2 separate regions of the Mus musculus genome follow, and region 1 is linked to region 2. The links are chromatin contacts, called in public HiChIP or PLAC-seq maps. All regions are on one chromosome and are shown on one strand. Each heading gives the region's core, a stretch centred on a gene start, on an enhancer-like site or on the middle of the called end of the contact. The rest is flanking DNA. Distances are from core to core; before and after follow the strand shown.

Region 1 (5,880 bases), core at 1,340-3,839, 100 kb after region 2:
CTGAAGTTTGATCTTAACCGCATCAAACCCTGATCTCTACAGAAAGCTCTCTAGTCCCATCCCCATCACCACCCCCACCCATGCCATCCTCTGGCCTTGTGGGGCAGAGACCAGAGCATCAGTCAAATTAGCAGGGACTCAGGGTTGGCATGTAGCTATCACGCTAGATGGGTAAGACGCTTTGGAAACAGGGCCATAAGGAAACCTGTACTGAAGAACTCAGTAGTTCTGCCAGGCTTGCTTAAGCACTATGCTTAAGCACCTCCAAGAAGAAGGTACTGTCTAAATGAGAGACTTCCAGGAAACCACTCGGACCTTTCTGGGCCATAGTTTTCTCATTTGTAAAATCAGGTAGCTAATGTCTACCACATTTGGGTTGTTTCAGTTGTTTCAAGGATTAAACAATTAAAAGTAAGGCTGGGATAGTAGCTTGATATGTTTCCATAAATACTAAGAAGCCTTGAAAAACCCACCATTATGCCATGTAATTTATGAACAAACAAACATGTACATGTATGTTTGCTCATAAATTCACTGGGTTTTAAGCCAGCAAGGGGCTTTCAAGACTGGCATACTGGCATTTCTAGGCACTGTAAAAATTAACTGTGTTTAACTCTTTAGTTAAAGTTAAACAAGGTCTAACCCCTAGGCACATGGTGGCCTAGGATAAGGCCCTCAGAAGTGGTTTGAGAAGCCAAGGTTTCCCTGCACCCTGGCCTCTTTGTAACTTCACCTCATTTCTATAACCTGCAGGGCAAGCTCCTCCCCCACCCACACAAGGCATGAGTTTCATCTTCCATTGCAAACATGTGACAAGAAGCCCTCACCTGTCCTGAGAAATGAGCTGGCACAGCTGTCCTAAGAGACATCTTAGGAGAATCTGCCCATGGCAGCCAACCCTTCCCTCTCAGCAGCTTTTTTTGGGGACAGCCACAAACCTCTGGAGGAGCAGTGGCTAAGAATGTTTGACTAAATGAAGCAACTAAGCCTAGATCAAGTGCATATCAATAACTACCACTGAGCACCTACTGTAGGCCCAGCACACAAGGCTTGCAGATGTGAGCCCAGAAAGTATGGGCTGTAGCCCAGAGCACCCCAGTCTCTGAAACACATTAGGTGATCCAAGAAGGAGACCCAGAAATGCAGAAAGGGATGCTATCAAGCCAGTCATCAACTAAAGGTGTATAACAAACACACAGTAAGGGTAAAATACATCTAGTGACATAGGTTTCCACCTCAAGAGACTGAGAAGAATCATGAATTCAAGGCAACCCTGGGTTACACAAGACCCTGACACCAAAAAAAAAAAAAAAAAAAAAAAAAAAAAAAGACTTGGGGACAGCTAAGGGAGGAGCCAGAGAGCAGAAGTCTGGGCTTCATTCTAAGGGTTTTAGGGCCCAGGAGGAGTTTTGAGAGAAAGGGTGTCTCCAGCAACCTCTGAGCTGTTAGAATGTGGGGCCCCAGATTTCCTTTCATAAATAAGGAAGCACTCAGCAGGCACCAACTTCTACTCAGAAGCCAAGGGGCTGTGTGGAAACTGTCCCTTGACAGCCACAACTGTGTAGGATTTGGCAGGCAACTGACCTAAATCCACCAGTCCGTTGGGGTGACCACCTAGAGAGCTGAGATCACACCTGCTACAGGCTCCAGCCCAGCGTCCTGCACACGCTGCCCAACACATCTCGATGTCCCAGAACACCAGTGTCCTGATACAGTCACCGTGGCTCTGCAACCAGCTCCGGGCAGGCACTGGCTGAAGACACTGAGTTCTGAGGATTCTGACTGCCTCTCACTGGAGACCAAGTTTCAGTCCTCCAGACAGGAGTTTCAGTGGTTCAGGGGCCGAAGTCCCCAAATGTGCACTCTGCCCACCCTCTGCACTGCACGCCCGGGAGGGAAGGGAATACAGGAGCTCCAACCTAGGCTGAGCCAGAATCACAACTTGGCCAAACCTCGGGCTAGGTCAGGGGTCGGGCTCTGCTCCCAAACACAGCCTTTAGCGACTAGCACCGAGAAGCCAGGATCGCCACCTCCTTAAACTCTTGCCGGACAGCGTGGGACCCCGCGACAGCGTGCACATTCAGGGTGGGTGGGGGCTGGGCGACCGTCCCCTCATCCGGGACCGGAGCTGAATAAAGAGCCTTCCGCTGGGTTCGCAGGTGAGGACCGACAGAGCCCAGGCAGCAGCCGGGAGCAGACACACCTTCCGGGTAGCCCGCCGCGCCTCCCACTCGATACAGCGCCCCAGTTCGGCTCAGCGGGGTCCCGGCCGCGGCCTCCAGAGCTCGCGGGCGGTCTCAGCAGACAAAGCCCGCGCCACCCGCGGGGCCGCCCCCGCCAGCCAAGGGAGTCCAGGGGCCGAGCAGGAACGCGGGGAGCAGCCGCTGTCCCGAGAGGACGCTCACGAGGGCCGGCCCGAGACAATAAAGACAGGCCCGACGCTTCAGCGAGGCCACGCGTTCTACTTACCCGGGCGCGGCAGCAGCGGCGGCAGCACGGCCCGGTTGGCCGAGGAAGTTAGAGCAAGTTCAGCAGCTCCGAGCGGGAGGGCGCGACTCGGGCCGTCCGAGCGGCGGGGGCGGGGCGCGGAGGGGCGGGGCCGCGGCGAAAAAAGAGGCGCCGCTTCCTCGCACCGCTCAGCCGCCCAGTGCGTCTGGCGCACCCAAGCCCCGCCCCCGCTCTTTGCTCCTCCCCATGCAGGAACCGCCCCATCTTTCGCTCCTCCCCCCCACCCAGGCCTGGCTCTCACCGCTCGCTCCGCCCCACTGTGCTATCAGCCCACATCCCACCGCTGATTGCCCCTCCCACATTGATCACCACGCCTTCTCTACGCCCCGCCTGTGTTCCGCCCCCGGGTCGCCGTGCTCCACCCCCTACCGTGCACCCCGCCCTACAAATGGTCATCCATAGGTAATGAGGCGGATCGCTGACCCGCCCCTTTGTCCGGCTCTGGGCGGTGCCCCAAACGGGATTTACCCGGTTCCGCCCTCTCTGTGGCTCCCGGACGCTGGCGAAGTCGATCGCTTGTGGCCGCAGAGTTGAGCGCTCGGCCAAGTTACGCCGCGCAAATGCTCCTCTGGTATTAGCTCTTAACCCGGCGGGAGCCGAGCCAGGGAGAAATGCGAGTTACAAGATGCCTGTGTCAAGGGATGCTCGAGGTGGCTGAGAGGTGGAAGAAGATTGGTGAAATGGCTGGTTTTAAGATGGAAGGCATTCCTGCCCAGCCTTGGGAGCCAGTGTGTGCGGGTAGTTTTCTAGAAACGGTGGTTGAGATTTCTTTACAGCTGAGCCGTAAACACTCGCTCCTTCCAGTCTCGGTGCTAAAAATACCAAGCTTCCTTTGGATGTCCTGCTGAGATTTGCTCATCACCTTTATGCTGAGGAGATGGCTGGGCTGATTCTTGGAAGTGGAAGGTCACAGGACAGGCAGATAGATTTACAGTGCTGTCCACACTGCTGTGATAAAAAGGCCGATCTCGTCCCAGCCTAGATCTGCTTGTCAATAGAGCAAAGCATAACCTTGTCCTGCTTGGTAAACTCGTGTAGATTTGCGGGAGCTGAGGGACAGATCTGCTCCTCTTGGGCTATACAAAAGTGGCATAAGACTGGGGCTATGTTTTTAACACACGCAGCCAACAGGTTAAGTTCATTGTAAAGAGAAAAAGAAAATCTGGAAATAGAATGTACCTTTCTGCTGCTAGTTGTGGTTATTTAACAATGGGGATGTAGCCTGTTTCTAGAATATGCCAGATAGCTCAAGGACCTCTCTGGCAAGGAAACCTGTCCATATTGTCACCTCTAACTAACCAAAATGCATGATTGGGTGTCTGATGTGTGGGCACCAGGTCTTGAATTATCCTGGGGAGTGCAGCAGCCTGAAACCTCTCCCTCCACATAGTTACTGTTTAGTAGAAAAGACAAATCATTTCAAGATGAAATCAATGCTGAGACAAGACAAAAGCCCAGGGATAAAGTGAGCATGTGGAAGGGAAAGGTGAGAGAGAGATTGATGTTGAAACTGAAAGCAAAGGAGTGAAGAGTTAGAAGAGGGGGTGGGGGGTAGGGGTGGCAGTTGGTCCAGAAAGTACAAGTGGAGAGCAGAGGTGCCAAGGCTTTGATAAGAGCCACGCTCTGATGCGTCAAGGAGCTCAAAGAAAACTAGATGGCTATTGTCAGGCTACTGGGGATGGAGTGAAGATCAAGACCAGGACAGAACAGGCCTACACACTGTGTCAAAGGACTGAGTATCTTTTGTTGTTGTTTTTTGTTTTTGTTTTGTTGTTGTTGTTTAGTTAAGCCTTTGAAGGGTTTATGGAAAAGACCAGCATTCTAATTTGCTGCTGTGAGAAGAGTAGATGTAGTAGTTGTCAGACAAAAATTAAAAGCAGTGAGCCAATTAAACTTTTACCTTAATCCAAGCCAAGTATGGAGGAAGTTTGAAACTGAAATGGCGGGTGTATTAAGATGAATACCTGAGAGATAATGTTTTGGATCTAAGACCAAAAAGACCAGATACAGGAGGAGGAAATGTTTAAAAAAAAAAAGAGGAATAGCTTTTAAGTGTCTTTCTGTGAGTGGGCAAACAGTGCCTCATTTATTGGGTGGGCTGGCCTGGAGGAAATCCATTTTCAGGATAACCACCAACAATTTTGTTTTGGCCGTATTGACTTAGCAGTGCCTGATAGACACCCAGGGTTGTTGTCCAGTCACTAAAAGCAGAGAAGAAGGGTGTGGGCTGAAGATGCGTTTTGGGAGCTCATGGGGTCTAAGAAGGTCATCTAAAGGGAGGAAAGGAAACTGCAGAAGAGAAGGTCCCATGGGGACCCAGGGAATGAGAGGGAATAGAAGGCAAGAAAAAACCACTGAGAGACAGGCTGGGAGGCAAGAGAACAGAGGATGCTAGATGCCTATGCCCAAGATGTAAAAGGCTGTTTCCAGAAAGGACTTAGCTGTTAGCTGCTGCTCGGGGCTCAGGTAAGATGAGGACAGATAAGTGCTTTTAGCAGCACGGAGCCATTGGTAAACGTGCTAAGGGCTCTGCTCTGGGTATAGTGGGATGGAAGCTACTGCACATTAATAACCCAATAGGGAACAGAGAACCATAAGTGGTGGAGATGACTAGGCATCCCTAATAGCCATATCTCATTTTGCCTTTCCTAGCATAATTTCCAATTCTATCTGGCTACATACATGGCTTTCCAAAATAAAGGCAAATGTTTCTGCTACATATGACCATGTGACTCAGTTCCAGCCAATAGGAATGGAAGGGTCCACGTGCAGCTTCTAAACTAACTTTAAAGGGAAGCAATGTGCTTTCCTTGGTCAGCATTCCTTCCAGGAATATACTTATAAAAGCTATGGCTCCAGTAGCCATGGGTGTCTGTAGCAGAAGTCACGTGGTAACGATGTTGACAAACCAAATTAGGATAACTGGGTTCCCAGGTCTAGAGAATCACCTATCCTGAGCTATCTTTCTATTTACTGTGTAGATGAAAGGAAGAAAATTATCTTATTCACATTTATCTACTTTCCATTTTAAAATTTTACTTATTTATTTATTTATTTATTTTGAGAAAAGGTCTCTCTGGAGCCCTGGCTAGCCTGGAACTTCCATGTCGATCAGGCTGGCCTCAAACTCCACAGAGATCCACCTGGCTCTGCCCTCATAGTGCTAGGATTAATGATACTTACAGCCCACTTTTGTTTTTGTTTTTTCGAGACAGGGTGTCTCTGTATAGCCCTGGCTGTCCTGAAACTCACTCTGTAGACCAGGCTGGCCTCGAACTCAGAAATCCACCTGTCTCTGCCTCCCAAGTGCTAGGATTAAAGGCGCGTGCCACCACCGCCCGGCCAGCCCACTATTAACTTTAATTTGTGTTA
Region 2 (5,513 bases), core at 48-2,547:
TTATCTAGACACCACAGAGAGAAAGAAGAGATGACCACACACAGCCCATCAGGACATCCAAGATGAGAGAAATGTGGGCTTGAGGTAGAGACGGGATGGCTTCTCAGCTCTTCGGCTCAGATCCCTCAAAGATAGACATGGGAAGGATAGGTTAGATATGTGGCTTTGACATGGGGAATTTTAAAGCAGTTCCCGACTGATGTAAAATCCAAAGCCATGTCTCTAATTCTAATGCATCGTAAGCTGTTTTAACTGATGCTGGCACAGCCCTTCATATTTTACCTACTATATTTTGTTTTCTTCCTCCAGGGCTCCCTAATCTCTGACCATGGCCACTGTGTCACTCAGAACACTAGACACTAGCCGAAGCATCTTTCCGCAGACACTTCAATTCTTATGACCCACCCACAGGGGCCTTCCAGGAAGTCAGTTGACTCCTGTCAAAGCCAAAAGTCTCATATATAAACTGTATTAATTCGCCATTACAAAGCACACTGGCTGTATGTCTTAAACAAGAGAGTGCTTCCTCGCAGTTTTAGAGGTGACCTGTGCTAACACAGGTCAGCAGGGGTGATTCATTCTGAAGCTTCTCCTTGCCCTGAAAGTGGCCATCTTCCCACTGCTTCACACTGTGTCTGATTTGTCCTCCTTAGAAGGACACTAGCCATATTGTATTCAGGACCAACCAACACTAAAGATTGCTTGTAAGGACCTTGCCTTCGAATACAGTTATGTGCTAAAGTACTGGGAATTTCAGACTTCAACACAGATTTAAAAAAAAAAAAAAAGTGTGGGAAGCAGGAGTAGGGTGGAGGTGTCAAGAGGGTGGGCAGTGACAACTGAGTTGGGTCAAATGGCCGGGACTGGTGTGTGATAAATAAGCTGATTTCTCCACTTCAAATTACAAGGTAGAGTTTCTCCACCATCCAGCTGTGAGTAACAGGAGTCAGGATGTTAAACAACAGTGGCATTGTTCAGCGGTTTCTCCTCTTGAGAGTGGGACACCGCCCAGGGAGCCAATGGTCTGCAACAACCTCGCCTCTCAAAGGGAAACAACTGGTCATTTACTGTGACAAAGGCAGATCTCTTCACAAAGATGTGGACAACAAAAGAAAACAGTCTGTAACTACAAATCCACTAAATTGCATTTTTCTCCTCAAGGACTCACGAAAATGGCTCAACTCTCACAGCAAAAATTACCTAAGCATTCTCATTGTCATGGCAAGCACCTGAACTGTTGGGCTGGTCTAAGATCACTGAAGCAGCCAAAGGCCAGCTCAACCAAGAAGCAGCTACACAAATACATTCCACCCAGGAAGGACACAGCCCTGTGCTGGCTGCTCAAGGCCCTTTGAGATTATTCCACCCCCCTTTCCTGGTAATTCATCAGTAGCAGCACGCTGCTGAGGCTTGGGTCTCCCTAATGCCAACTGAAGATGTCAAGAGATAAATGCTTTTTTTCTGGAAGGCATCAACATGTTGACTGTGTTCTTATTCCTAGCAATGCCACTGTGCCCTGTGAGATGCTAAATTCCACAACAGCAAAGCTGGAACCGTGTTGTCCCTTCCTCCCTCTCCAAGTCACAGGGCAGAGCCAGGCAGACAGTAGGTGTTCCCTACATACAAGTAGATTAATGAATAATAGAAAAGACAATAGGGATTATGATTATCTATGAGAGAGAGGAGGTGAGCCTGTTCCTGACAGCCTACCAAGTTTTTAAAGTTTTATTTATTTGTATTTTATGTATGTGGGTAGTTTTTTATATCTTTGCCTCACTTGGGTTCAATGCCTGAGGAAGCCAGAAGAGGGCATTGGATCCCCTGGAACTGGAGTTATAGATGGTTGTTAGACAGTGCATGGGTGCTAGAAATCAAACTCCAGTTCTCTGGAAGAGCAGACAATGTTATTGGGGGGGGGGGGAGAGGCAGGGATGTGACAGGGGTTCTCTATGTGTCCCTGGCTATTCTAGAACTCGTTCTGTAGACCAGGCTGGCCTCAGACTCAGAGATTAGCCTGCCTTGCACTGAGTACTAGGATTAAAGATATGGGCCACCCCAACCCACCTGCAGCCAGTGTTCTTAATCACGGAACCAAATCTCCAGCCACACAGAAAATTGTGTGAAGACACAATTTTCAAGAGAAAAAAAAATGAAATATGAAAAGTTTGACCACCATTTATGATCTTATTGGGAACAAGACTCTGATGTTTGGTGAGGATGCCATCCAGCCACTAAAAGAAACTCTATCCTAAAAGTACAGTGCCAGGGGAAGAAAAACAGAGTGGCCTCAAATCAGGAAAATGTGATCGGCAAGTAACTTGGAAGTTAAGATGTGAAGGGACCAGAGAAAGAGAGCTCTGTGAGCCTTCTTCTGTGATCTTGCATAGGAGAAGCATACAGGAGTGGCCTTACAAGGAAGAAGGAGGAGCAAGCTACAAAAAGTATCAGGCCCCAGTATCTCCTGTTTTCTAAAGAACCACTTTATATGCATGTACATTGCTTTCTAATGGCATCAGTAAGGATTGGTTTGGATTTTGTTTTGTTCCTATGGGCATTTCCCCCCTTATTTTTATTTTATGTGTATAGTTATTTTTGCCTACATGTACATCTGTGTCCCACACACGTGGCAGTATCCACAGAGGTCACAGGATCCCCAAGAACTGGAGTTACAAACTGTTGTAACCTCCATGTGGGTACTAGGGTCTCTGGAAGAACAGTCAGCCAGCGCTCTTAAACACTCAACCATCTCTTCAGCCCCTAAGAGAATGGCTTTTTACTCCATGAGGTCTTTCTTTGTTTTATTATTTGTTGCCAGGTACTAGGATTTTTTCTCCATTTTCTAAAGTAAATTTTCAGCCTTGTCTTTTCAACAACCTAGACAATTACAAGAAGCTGCCTACACCTGCAAAGCACAGCATCTCAAGCAAGCCTCGCCCCCCCCTCAACCACTAGCTTCTCAGATTCTCTCCTCTCAATCCACTCCAACTCTCTCTTCTTCAGAAGCAAAGCCGCTGCATAGCTGACACATTCCCCTCCAGGTTCATTCCTTCCAAGTCTGCACCTGTATCCAACTGCCACTGTAGGAAGTTGCTACTGGCCACCCCTCCCTTGGCCTGTGACAAAGTCCTTGCCCTTGCCCTTTCTTTTCATTCCAATTCCACATCCTGTTAATGATACCATCCACCACCATTCTTTTCTGCCAGAAAATCACAGCCTATCTCAACTTCACATCCTAACTATTGAAAAAAAAAATCAACTGACCTCTTTTCCTGAAGCTATAACTGGAATTATACTGTCACCAGCATCCTAAGATTAACCCAGCCATGCCCTTATATACTAAGGCTTCACTGTTGTACATACTTTTAAAAGTAGAGTTCCAAGACCCTCCAACCTATCCCTTTTGAGCAGATTGTGTTTTAGCATTTGCTATGTTTTTCTTGTTGAATCAGGGTATTTTCAGTTTGGGTTAAGGTAAAATATAGAGTAAACATCTTTCCTAGATGTACACGATACTTGGGTGTATTCTGCCTATGGCCCTTTTCAACGCAGCCTGCAAAAGAACCAACCTTCTACTTAAACCTCTTGTAGTGTTCATTTTGGGGAGCTGCTCAAAATAGTCCTATACCCTAGGCTACCCTGTTAAAAGCAAGGTCATGTGACTATGTGGAGGGTAGTAAAGAGGCCAGCACATACCAAATTCCTCTCGTTCTGCCAGGCCACCCCAGGGAATGAGCTCACCCAAGGGACTAACCTCAACTGATGCTATGTGGTACAGAATTGCTGTTGAGCGAAGCCCTGCCTGAATTATTAACTTACAGAATCCCAAGTGAATAAACTGGTGGTTGTGTTAAGACATTTGTTTTCTGGTAGGTTATTCTGCAGCAATAGAGAGCCCAAACGAGGGATTGATGTATCAGGTTAGAGACTGCCTTGGATTATTTTTATCGTATCTGTTGATGTTAAGATTCCAACATTCAGAGATTCTTGAAAATAGGAATGCAATAACCACTTTAATTTTTTTTTCCTTTCCTGGAAACTCAAGTACAAGTTGGATTTGGAGAAGTGATGAAAGAGGGGTAAATGCCTTTTTCTCAACATGCTATACCCAGAGGAGTTGAATAAGGCACAGCAAGCAGTACTTTCATGAGTCTGGTTTGAGCAAGGGTAGAGAGCAGAGAGGGCCAGAAGTTGTCTGCTGGTGGGAGAGATAAGCCCAAGATGGACGGATCCAGAATAAGCTCAAAGGAATAGGTTGGAGAGTAGACCAGGTTACCTAGAACCCATCTTCTATGTCTCACACTTCTGGAACTTCTTGAAGTGAAACCGTGCTAAATCAGGGTGCCTACTTGTATTAAAGTTTAAACATGCATAGTTAACATCTTCGGTTTTAAACTAAAGATAAAAACCAGAATCTTCTTTGAAAAAGACACCAGACACCTCTGTCTGAGTCCCTGGGGGGTCTATAGGCCTGGCCAAATGGCCTCACTGACACCACTGTGAGCCCTCCCAGCCAGAGCTCCTCACAGTATATCACCCTTTCATCCAAGAGGCTTTCAAGGAGGCCATCAACCAGAGAATCTCTACCAATAACATGACCCCTCTGTGATGGCCCTGTGCAGTGAACTCAAGGCCCGGCTCTTCCTTACCTCAATCCAATCCCCATGTATGGAGAGAAGACAAAATATAGTCTATAATGATCACTGCTGGAGATACAGAAAGGAAATACTTTGCTTCCCCAGTCAATTTAAAACTAAATCATATATAAACCTCGATAGTATAAACCTCTGTGCACACTTGGATTGGATAGGTGTAAAGTGGGGGTTTCAGGCACCAGATGTGTGACAGCTCCAAGGTATGGTTGAAGAGAAGGTTTTTATGATAGATAGGAGGTACAGTACAGCTAGAGGCAGAGCAAAAGACAGAACATGGACAGAAGAATGGACTGGACCATGAGAGGGTGGGGGACCAAGAGAGAGGGGCAAGAGAGCACAAAGCTGAAACGGCAGGGTTATATAGGAATAAGAAGCTGAGGGAAGAGAAGCCCATGAGCTGGAGAAGTTTAGGGTGGGACAGGGTGAGAAATTCTGAGAAGAGCCACAGGTACTGAGTGACCCTGGAGGCCAGCACACTTTGGTATACTAAGAGGCAGCACAGTTAGCCATTTATCCTGAGTTTCTTTTGGACCTAACAGATGCCTTATAGTTTGACTTTGAACTGAAATAGGTATAGTAACAATTGAAGGGCAGTGCCCTTACCCAAAGGAGGTGCATGCAAATGAGCTTAGAGCCTTATCAGGCTATCAGGGAAACTCTAACCTCCACTGTCTTTAAAAATTATGTCTTCTTGGAATATAGCCATATGCATATTGTAGACAGTGACTATTGTACTACAATGTAAACTGAATAGTGTGACATAGACAATATACCTCCTATAGCCTAAAAATATGACCTGGCAATGTTCAGAAAGTTCTTAGCTGACAGTTGGACTAGAGTGTCATCTACATGACCTTTGTA

Evidence for each region. HiChIP or PLAC-seq counts read pairs in DNA pulled down with a chosen protein or histone mark.
Region 1: a contact with region 2 is called in an H3K27ac HiChIP or PLAC-seq map of embryonic stem cells, with 14 read pairs. The contact joins the promoter of Tspan14 here to the enhancer-like site in region 2. A contact is called at or near these places in 2 of 39 promoter capture datasets (the HPC-7 cell line and embryonic stem cells), 1 of 15 datasets of contacts at CTCF or cohesin (embryonic stem cells), 2 of 484 Hi-C or Micro-C datasets (both in embryonic stem cells), 7 of 115 datasets of contacts at active chromatin or transcription factors (bone marrow-derived macrophages and embryonic stem cells) and 1 of 9 other capture datasets (embryonic stem cells).

What each region holds. Positions count from the first base shown.
Region 1 is chr14:40,964,307-40,970,186 of GRCm38.p6, forward strand. Tspan14 (tetraspanin 14) reads right to left here and starts at 2,590. Exons shown (of 9, transcript NM_145928.2): 1 at 2,470-2,590.
Region 2 is chr14:40,863,909-40,869,421 of GRCm38.p6, forward strand. The region is part of intron 3 of Sh2d4b (SH2 domain containing 4B); the gene reads right to left. Among named protein-coding and RNA genes, the nearest start is that of Sh2d4b, 27 kb to the right of the region's middle. Within about 2 kb of position 1,298, at least 11 of the 459 cell types and tissues checked have an H3K27ac peak or open chromatin away from gene starts, as enhancers often do. A contact at or near this core is called in embryonic stem cells, where this site is marked.